Linked DNA regions of Mus musculus: region 2 is linked to region 1. The links are chromatin contacts, called in public Hi-C maps. All regions are on one chromosome and are shown on one strand. The core of a region is the stretch at or near the end of the contact, and the rest is flanking DNA. Distances in the headings are between cores, read along the strand shown. Region 1 has its middle 24 kb from the start of Gm31892. Region 2 has its middle 12 kb from the start of Gm32005.

Region 1 (4,291 bases), core at 612-3,111:
CTCCCTTTCCTGCCTCCAGCCCTTCCTAAAATACCCTCACTTCATATCCCTTACTCTCAAGGTCATGGCCTCTTTTTGGTGGTGGGGTATATCATTTCAGAGCTAACCACACTGCTTTGGACCACACTGCCCCTCTAAGGGGATTCACCCCTGGCAGAGGCTAATTCTCCCTTTCCCACCAGTCAGTTGCCTGAAGCTCTTTGTTCACGAGTGGACCCTGCAAAAAAATTCCCATCCACATTAACATCTCCATTGATACTGTCTTGTTTCCGTCTGCTTTCTGCATCCATTTCTAGGAGACAATGCTTGACAGCAAACTTCTGTACTCTGGCTCTTACAGTCTTCCTGCCTCCCTTTCCTTGGTGCTCTCTGAGCCAGGATACAGGAGATGTGATGTGGATGTAGCCACCGGTCCCGGGCTCCCCACATTCCATCCATCTCTGCGTTGTGACCAGTTGTGGCTTCTTTGATGAGGGGTGGTAGCTGCACTTATCTGTCGGTATAAGGGTAAGATCTGGAATGTAGTAAGGAACTGTGCTGGTCTAGCAAAGTGTCGGCAGTAGATTCTTTTCTAAGGTCCATGACCTCACGAGCCCCAGAAAGTTGGCTAGGTTTCTAGTACTAAGTATGAGTTCCCTCATGTTGAGTGGCCCTAAGTCTTATATGACAGCCACTGGTTACCATCTTAACATATGGGTGTCACCTCTTGTGCCTTTCAGGCTATCTTGCCAAGCTGGTCACTGCTGTGATTCATAGATGGCGCATCTAGATAGGATTATTAATTAATTGCTTGCTTGCTTCCTTCCTTCCTTTAGCAGTTTGCATAGTGTTTTCTGGAACCACAGAAGTAAGACCCCCAAGAAAGAAGCCCTCATGTTAGCTCTAACTCAAACGATCTCAGTCCTGTGTGTGTCCTGTGTGTGTGCTGTCTTCAGCTACAGGGGCTTGCTTTCAACTTCAATAATAGTCTCTATTATCTGGAAGTCTCCTGGATGTCCCTAGCCAACCATACAAAGGATTTCTTGTGCCTGGTGCTGGGGGGTTCTGTTAGTCTATGGGTTTTATCGCTGAATTTTAGCGTGAACATTTTTGCTGCTCTGTTTGATTTCCTTTTTTTCTTTTAACTTGCTCTTTCCCAATGCCTTGTCATCTAAGGGTTTCTTCACTGTATATTATTCTATCCAGGCTCCTTCTCTTTGTGAGGGGTACTTAAGAAAACAATGATTTCTCTCATCTCGTGGCACCAAGTGGATGCTCCAATAACAGTAGTAATACAGACCGTTAACCTTATCAGTGTTGTCATCAGTGCCAGTCACTGTAGAATTAAAGTTTGTCAGACCCCAGCAGCACTTGGGAGGCTGGAGCACAAGGATTGCAGGTTTGTGGCAAGCCTGGGCTGCACATTGATAATCTATCTTTTTAAAACATGTGCTGAGGCTATAGCCCAGTGGTAAAGCACTTGCCTACACTGCACAGGGCCCTGTGTTTGACTTCAGCACCAAAAAAAAAAAAAAAAAAAAAAAAAAGGCAGTTGTGGTAATAGCTATATTGATGAACATCTGTAATATGTTGTGTTTTCTAGCAAATACTTTGCAAGTATCACTGCGGTCATTATTACAGCAAAACATTGGTGTTTCCATTTGCAAGTTAAGGTTAAAGAATACTGTGAAACAGAAACCAATGCAGTGAACTGGATGGTGTGACTCAGTAGAAGAACATATGCTTAGCATGTACCAGGCTTTGGGTTCCAGACCCAGGATGGAGGGAGCAGTGTCTTCACCAATAAATGCAGCTAGGAAGTGTCTCTCACAATGTATCTACCCCCAGTCATAAAAATGTGCATGCCTGTTTCTTCTGCTTGCTCTCCATTCTCCAGCCTTTGCACCTGCCCTTTGTTCCCGATGCTTTCTCCAGAAAACTGTTCTCAGGAGATTATGTCTACCACCATAAGTGACTGGCTCCTACCAGGTTACAGAGGCTACCTCCTCAGAGCTGGTTGTCCAAAGAGACCCTTCCCATATTCCTTCCTCTGTCATGTATCAAGAGCAGCAGTGGATTGCCACCATCATCTCCCACCAGGCTGGAGTTCCATTCTGTATCTCTCTAGAGTTGTGTCCTTAGCTTCTAGTTCAGCTTTCATCATCTGCTGCGTATCGCTGAGAGAGAGGTGACTACAACTGCCACAGAGGTGAGTGTCAGGGTGTTTGGAATAAGCCTTCTAAAGGGTTTCTTGGCTATGACTATCTCAGATGTTATTTGTTCAATTCCCTGGATGAATAGGAAGAAAATAATAGAAAGTTTTGAAGTGGGCCAGTTACAGAGAAAAGTATATGTGAATAATCCGACAGAATATAACACTCTGTCCTATGCTTTGCCCTATGACTGAAAGCCAGCTCATCAGACATCCCCAATATCGTAGAGAAATGAGAAATACAAACATACTTTCCTGTCCAACTCAGGTATGCATTAGCCAGTGGCTGAGAACTGGCTCATCAGAAGTTTTCGCTATCCTAGAGATCAGAAATATGGGTTCTCAGTTTTGTAAGTGAAAACATCAGATTGCTTTAACGTCACAATAAGAAGACACAACATTGCACAACTTATTTAACACCACTGTTTCCACATCTACAAAGTAGGAACAGTACTGAAATCTAGCTCAGGGGTGCTGTGAGAAATAAATTTCTGGATGTTTATGATGCATTTAAAACAGTTTTCATTAATACAATGTATATACTTAGACTTTTTAAACACATGTTATCTAACTGAATAAATGAAATCTCGTGTTGAATACCTAATTGAATATTGACTACATAATTGAATAACAATAAAAATATTTTAAAGCACTATGAAAACCAAACAAAACACATCTATGGGCTATTTGTGTCCTTGTGTTATCAATATTGAGACATTTACTTATTTTTTTAATTGCATCTTTCATCTTGAGCCACCCCTAGGTATATTTCCAGATCACTTCTCCTATATGGTTTCAAAAATGGCCCTTTGACTGATGCCAAATCCATGACACCAAACCTTCTGCTTTATAATCTGCCTTTTCTCTCATCTTATGGAGTTCTAGCTAGAAAACTCACAAAACAGCAAACCTTTTTTTTTTTTTTTGAGAAGCTCTTGCTTCCTAGATTCAGAGAGGGGGAGTCTCTACTTTTCTTCCTTTCCTCTCTTCCCACACTGTTTGCAGATGGTACTTGCCATCTCTCTTCTAGTGAGCTTCCTTACTGGCAATCAGCACCATAGTGAGGACATGGGTTGAACACAGTTGAGAGCGAGGATTAAAAATAACCACTTTCAATTTAAATTGGACAGGAAAGGGAGGAGGGAGGCAGGACAGGTAGTGTTGTATGAGAGAGAGAGAGAGAGAGAGAGAGAGAGAGAGAGAGAGAGAGAGAGAACGATACATTTTGGTAGTGCAGTATGATGAGGTGGGAGGGGTGCCTCAGCAGGCCCATGCTGATACACCCCTTCCCCATAAGGTACCAGCCATGCAACGAGTATAGTATAGAATAGAGTTTATTTCATGGAAAGGGTTATTGAGAAGGGAGTAGAGACAGAGGAGAGAGAGAGAGGGGTGGGGGGGAAGGAGGAGGAGGAAGAAAAGAGGGAAAGGAGGAAAAGGAAGGAGGAGGAGAAGACAAGAAGAGGAAAGGCCAGCCAGGAACACGTGGAGAGAGTGAAGGAGGGGGGAGGAGGAGGGGGAGGGGGAGAGGAAAAAAGGGGTCAGGGAGAGAAGACAGAGAGAATAAGAGAATGGGGAGGGGGCAAACAGCACCTTTTATAGTAAGCCAGGCCTACCAGACTGTTGCCAGGTAACTGGGGCAGAGCCCAGAAGGAATGCTAACATTTCTCCAATTTAGAAAGGAAAAAACTGGAAAGAGGTAATGGTGAAGCAAGAATAGGGTTGTTGTGATCTTGGAAGAATGCATTATAATCTAGATGTCATAAATTAAAATGGCAAAGGTTGGTCAATCCATTACCTAGACAGTTTTCCCAGGTCCCTGTGGTCTCCATCACAATTTGGGCAGTCAGTTGAGCCATAAGGCTCAGAAGACATGAAGCTTTTTCCTGTGGAGTAGGAACATGGGACAAATGACTCACTTGTCGTAGGCAATATGAGACGTTTAACTCTCTGGGTATCCTCTGTTTGTCCACAGTGTAGGCCAAGCCCTGGCAGCAGGGGAGGCAATGTAGCAGTGTTTCTCAGTGGATATCATAGCACAGTCTAGGCAGGCTTGTTGCTGTGCCCAGATCTTCTCAGAGACCTTGGGGATGTGGGTCA
Region 2 (4,346 bases), core at 1,493-3,992, 310 kb before region 1:
TGTTAATTATGTCAAAGGATAGTTACAAGGCAAGAACATAGCAAGATGCTGTGGTGTGAAGATAGGAGGAAAGGTACCATTTTATATGAATATTCATAAAGTTAATTTTTTTTAGAATATACTTCAAATGTGACCTGAGGAATGACAAGGTGTTGACTTTATTGTGGGCAGCTGCTTTCAAGAAACAAGATGCCCTCACTGATAACCACGTGGTAGGAGGGAAAATAAGAATATAAGTAAAACTAGAGTAATTACAATGGCAAATGCCCCCACTTCTACTGTGAAAGTAATAAAACTACTATCTAACAAAGATGAGGATCAATCCAAAGCTAAGCTGATTTAAATTGGATACTTTAGTTATTTACATTTCAAATGTTATCCCCTTTCCCAATTTCCCCACCTCCTGGAAACCCCCTATCCCATCTGCCTCACCCTGCTTCTATGAGGGTAACCATCCACCCACCCATCCATCCACTCCCACTTCCCCACCCTTGATTCCCCTACAATGGGGCATCTATTAAATCTTCATAGGATCAAGGACCTCTCCTCCCATTGATGCCTGACAAGGCCATCCTTTGTTACTTATGCAGCTGGAGCCATGTGTACCCCTTGGTTGGTGGCTTAGTCCCTGGGAGCTCTGGCGGGGGACAGGGGGGTCTGATTATTAATGGTTAGAGCTATCCAAATCCATTTGTTTTTAAATTTCTGTGTGTGTGTGTATATTCATTCAATACATTTTGGGTTTTTTTAAACAATTTTTCATTCAATGCATTTTGATGGCATTCTTCCCTCTCCTCCAACTTGTACCAGACTCCACCACTACTTCCCAACTTCATGTTTTTTTATCTCTCTTTAAAAACACACACACACAAAATTTTAAAGTATAGTCTTATTTGTGTTAGCCAACTACTCCTGAGCATGAGGCCTGCCCAGGACTGTATTTGGTATACTTTGTGTTATTCCACTGAGGAAAATAATAATAATTTTCCCTCTCCACTTACTTCTCAATTGCAAATAGCTTCTGGGTTAGTAGTGGGACTTCTCTGTGTTGGATTTTTGTCTGGTTTTAATGTGTGCAGGTCTTTTACATGCTGTCTCAGTCTCTAAGAGCTCATCCGTGCAGCAATGCTGTTTTCTTTGTGTCACTCACCACCTCTGGCTCATAAAATCTGACTTCCTCCTCCTCTTCTTCTTCATAGATCCCTGAGCTCTGAGGGGAAGCTTTCGATAAAGACATTTAGTTCAGGGCTGAGTATTCTACTTTCTTCCTAATCTACTCTACCATTGCTTTCCTTCTTAAAATTGTCCTTTTTATTCTCAAATGGTCTCAATATACAAGAACTAGTGTGGTTTCTGTTGCACATTTGTCTACAATCCAAGGGATCTCACTCCTGAGGGGAAGCTATGGAAAACTAACTATCCTGGGACAGTCATAGTCATGGCTTTCTCGTCTCCTGCTTTTTCTGCAGTCATCAGTAGGTGTGACCCTGTTATTCTTACTTACACCTTATAGCTTTAATTTGCTTGTGTCTTCTCGAATTCAAGAGATTCAAACTAAACTTGTGATACAGAGATATTCTAGGCAATTCATACAAAAGGAGATCAAAAAACTTCTCCAAACAACAGGCAAACCAGAATGTGTATATCTTAGTTTCATTTCCCATTGCTACGATAAGACATGGAACATATATGCACACACACATAATGAATATACTTAGAAAATTAAATAAACAAAACACATACTGATGTTGTATACTTTTCTGTATGGACTATACTAGATGTCCATACTATACAATACGGCCACTCTGATAAACACAATTTAAGGAAGAAAGGATTTATTTAGCTCATAATTCCAAATTACAGTCCATTCTTGAAGGGAAGTCAAGATGTCAGGATCTTGACTACTTAGCAGTACCTCTTCCAAAGCATTTCTAATCTTAGCAAGTAATCACATAAACTGCCCTTTTTCTGTCAAAATAGAAACCAAAACCTAAGTTTAAAAAACAAAATGCAAACTTGTGCATCTTGCACTAAGATACCTAGGGGAAAATTATATGTGCCTCCATCTTTAAATATTTAACACACCTTTTCCAGAGGCCTTTCTTTGTAATAACGTTCTCAATAGGGAAAACCATGTCCTGCCAGCAAATGGTATATTGCTGTTTATAAGTAATGTAACGGCACTGAGGGACTCAGAATGAAATGATAAACATCAAGCGATAAGGGCTTCATCTTTCTGTTGTGTTGCAGCTAAATAACACTTAACGGTAGATCCCAGTTGAGGGAATCTACTGCAGTTTTGACTATGCACAATTTCTATCACATTTCCCAAGGTTAAATGTGTTGCCTTGAGGCAGCTGCTCAAAATGATAACGGGGACACTGTAGGACAGTGGTGCTCTTTGTAATGTTAATAACCCTTGATTCTAGTATCTGATGCAACTCTGGGGAAATCTACTGCTTCCAGACTTTAAACCCTAACTCAGTTAAGCACACTTTATTGAAAAAAAAAATGTTTTTTAATTTGGCACAAGCAATAGTACTGAGTACTACATATTTAGATAATTTCATTTTTTATCTCTCTAAGATGAATGTCCACAGAATAACATGGATAGATAATTAATGGGATCTCTTGATGTAAAAGCAGATGGTATTTTATTTCAAAATTACATACATTTACATGCTTATAGGATTCATTTTTATGATACAAACTAACCTGGGTAGTGATCGTTTATCCTATTTTGTGCTTACTTGTTAAGATTTATGCCCCATCTGGCCTCAGAGGATAAGTGAGAACATCTGTAAAATGAATTCTCCTGCAAAATTAGACAAGTAAGACAAGTCTAATCAGAAAATAGCAGAAATAGTAAGTGCATTAGACTGAAACTTAATGCAGGTTCAACTTTGCGGGACAGGGCAGGGCAGGGGTGTCTGTATTCTCTACCTGTTAGTTTTTTTTAAAGGCTAAAAAAAAATAACAAATATATTGACTCATAAATCTCTCAGCTCCACCTGTGTTCTTTCAGTAGGAAGAATCACACTAATCTATCTAAAGATAACCTTGCAGCCATTTTCATTCGGGCAGATCAGAGGAGGAGCACTTGCTCTTGGTGGCCTCCCAGAAGACCTACCATTGGTTCAAACCAGTTCCTCATCTGTGGGTTCGGAACTCCATGATTGATGCGGGTGATTGGGACTGTGCCATTATTAAAGCAAGCACCCTTATCACACTGCCTTTGTGTCTATGAATAGGCCATCTGGCACATTTAAGGCATCAGAAGACAGCCTCCTGTGTTGCCTCTGCTGCTACAACACTAGGCCAAATAAAAGCTTCTCCCAGATGTTTAAAAAACAAAAAAACTATTTTTGATCTTTATTAGTTGATCAGACTGAAAGCTGGTAACAGTAGCAGAGTGCAAGTTGGCAGTAGCAACAAGAGGGCTCCTGAAGAGTCTCAGGGCAAGAGTAGGCCAATGGAGAACAGAGGTGACGATGGATATGAAGAGCTGAATAAGAGAAACTGTGGACCCTGGTTACTAAGGATTCCAGAGAACAGCCAAAGGACCTCAGATATCTGGTTTAAGATCTGTAAGGAAAACCTTAGGCTAGCTGGGGACATCAACTCCCCAGAGCTGTACTGCTTGCTTCTATCAAGAGCTGAATATATTATACTAACTCTTAATCAGCAATCCTTGACACCACAGAGTTTGATAATCCCAGCACCACCTAAGACCAGTATTAGATGGTACCACTCAGAACTCCAGCATTAGATGATATCACACACACACACACACACACACACACACACACACACACACACACACCACACACACCACACACACACAGAAAACACCACCATCTATGCCAATTCTTGCTATTTGCTACCACTGCTGCCAAAGCTGAAGACTACAGAAGCTGCCAGATGCCATGGGCACTGGTGGTTCACTTCCAGAAAAATAAGTGTCTGATCTTAGTGCCCAACACCAGTAGTCTCTGGCTCCAAAACCCAAATGAGCAAACCCTTTCCTCTCAGAGTGCAGTGTAAACCTCTTGGTTTGTGAGCCCAACCTCTCAATCTTGGACACTGAGATGATCAGCACTGGAAGATATTCTCCTTGCCTACCAAGGTTTCTATTCTAATGGAGTAGGGTCTCAGTCAGCTGGTTAATAAATCCTTCCATTAACACACTGATTTGAACTCCCTTTGAAAAGAGTGAGTTAATGACATGCTACACTTTTTTAAAAAAACCACTGCTCTGCAGAAAGCAGTGTCTCATTATTCAATTCATGCTTACTTTGACTCTCTGTAAATGCAGAGGGCAAACAAAAATATAAGGCAATCTGTAT

Evidence for each region. Hi-C and Micro-C count contacts between places; a contact is called where the count stands out from the background.
Region 2: a Hi-C map of the G1E-ER4 cell line shows a contact between it and region 1, with 1.9 times the contacts expected there. The contact joins two enhancer-like sites. A contact is called at or near these places in 2 of 39 promoter capture datasets (cranial neural crest and hippocampal neurons), 1 of 15 datasets of contacts at CTCF or cohesin (the G1E-ER4 cell line), 9 of 484 Hi-C or Micro-C datasets (the G1E-ER4 cell line, cerebral cortex, embryonic stem cells and 2 more) and 3 of 115 datasets of contacts at active chromatin or transcription factors (astrocytes and embryonic stem cells).

Annotation. Positions count from the first base shown.
Region 1 is chr8:95,980,976-95,985,266 of GRCm38.p6, reverse strand. No RefSeq gene overlaps it. Among named protein-coding and RNA genes, the nearest start is that of Gm31892, 24 kb to the left of the region's middle. Within about 2 kb of position 1,861, at least 1 of the 459 cell types and tissues checked has an H3K27ac peak or open chromatin away from gene starts, as enhancers often do. A contact at or near this core is called in the G1E-ER4 cell line, where this site is marked.
Region 2 is chr8:96,294,862-96,299,207 of GRCm38.p6, reverse strand. No RefSeq gene overlaps it. Among named protein-coding and RNA genes, the nearest start is that of Gm32005, 12 kb to the left of the region's middle. Within about 2 kb of position 2,742, at least 1 of the 459 cell types and tissues checked has an H3K27ac peak or open chromatin away from gene starts, as enhancers often do. A contact at or near this core is called in the G1E-ER4 cell line, where this site is marked.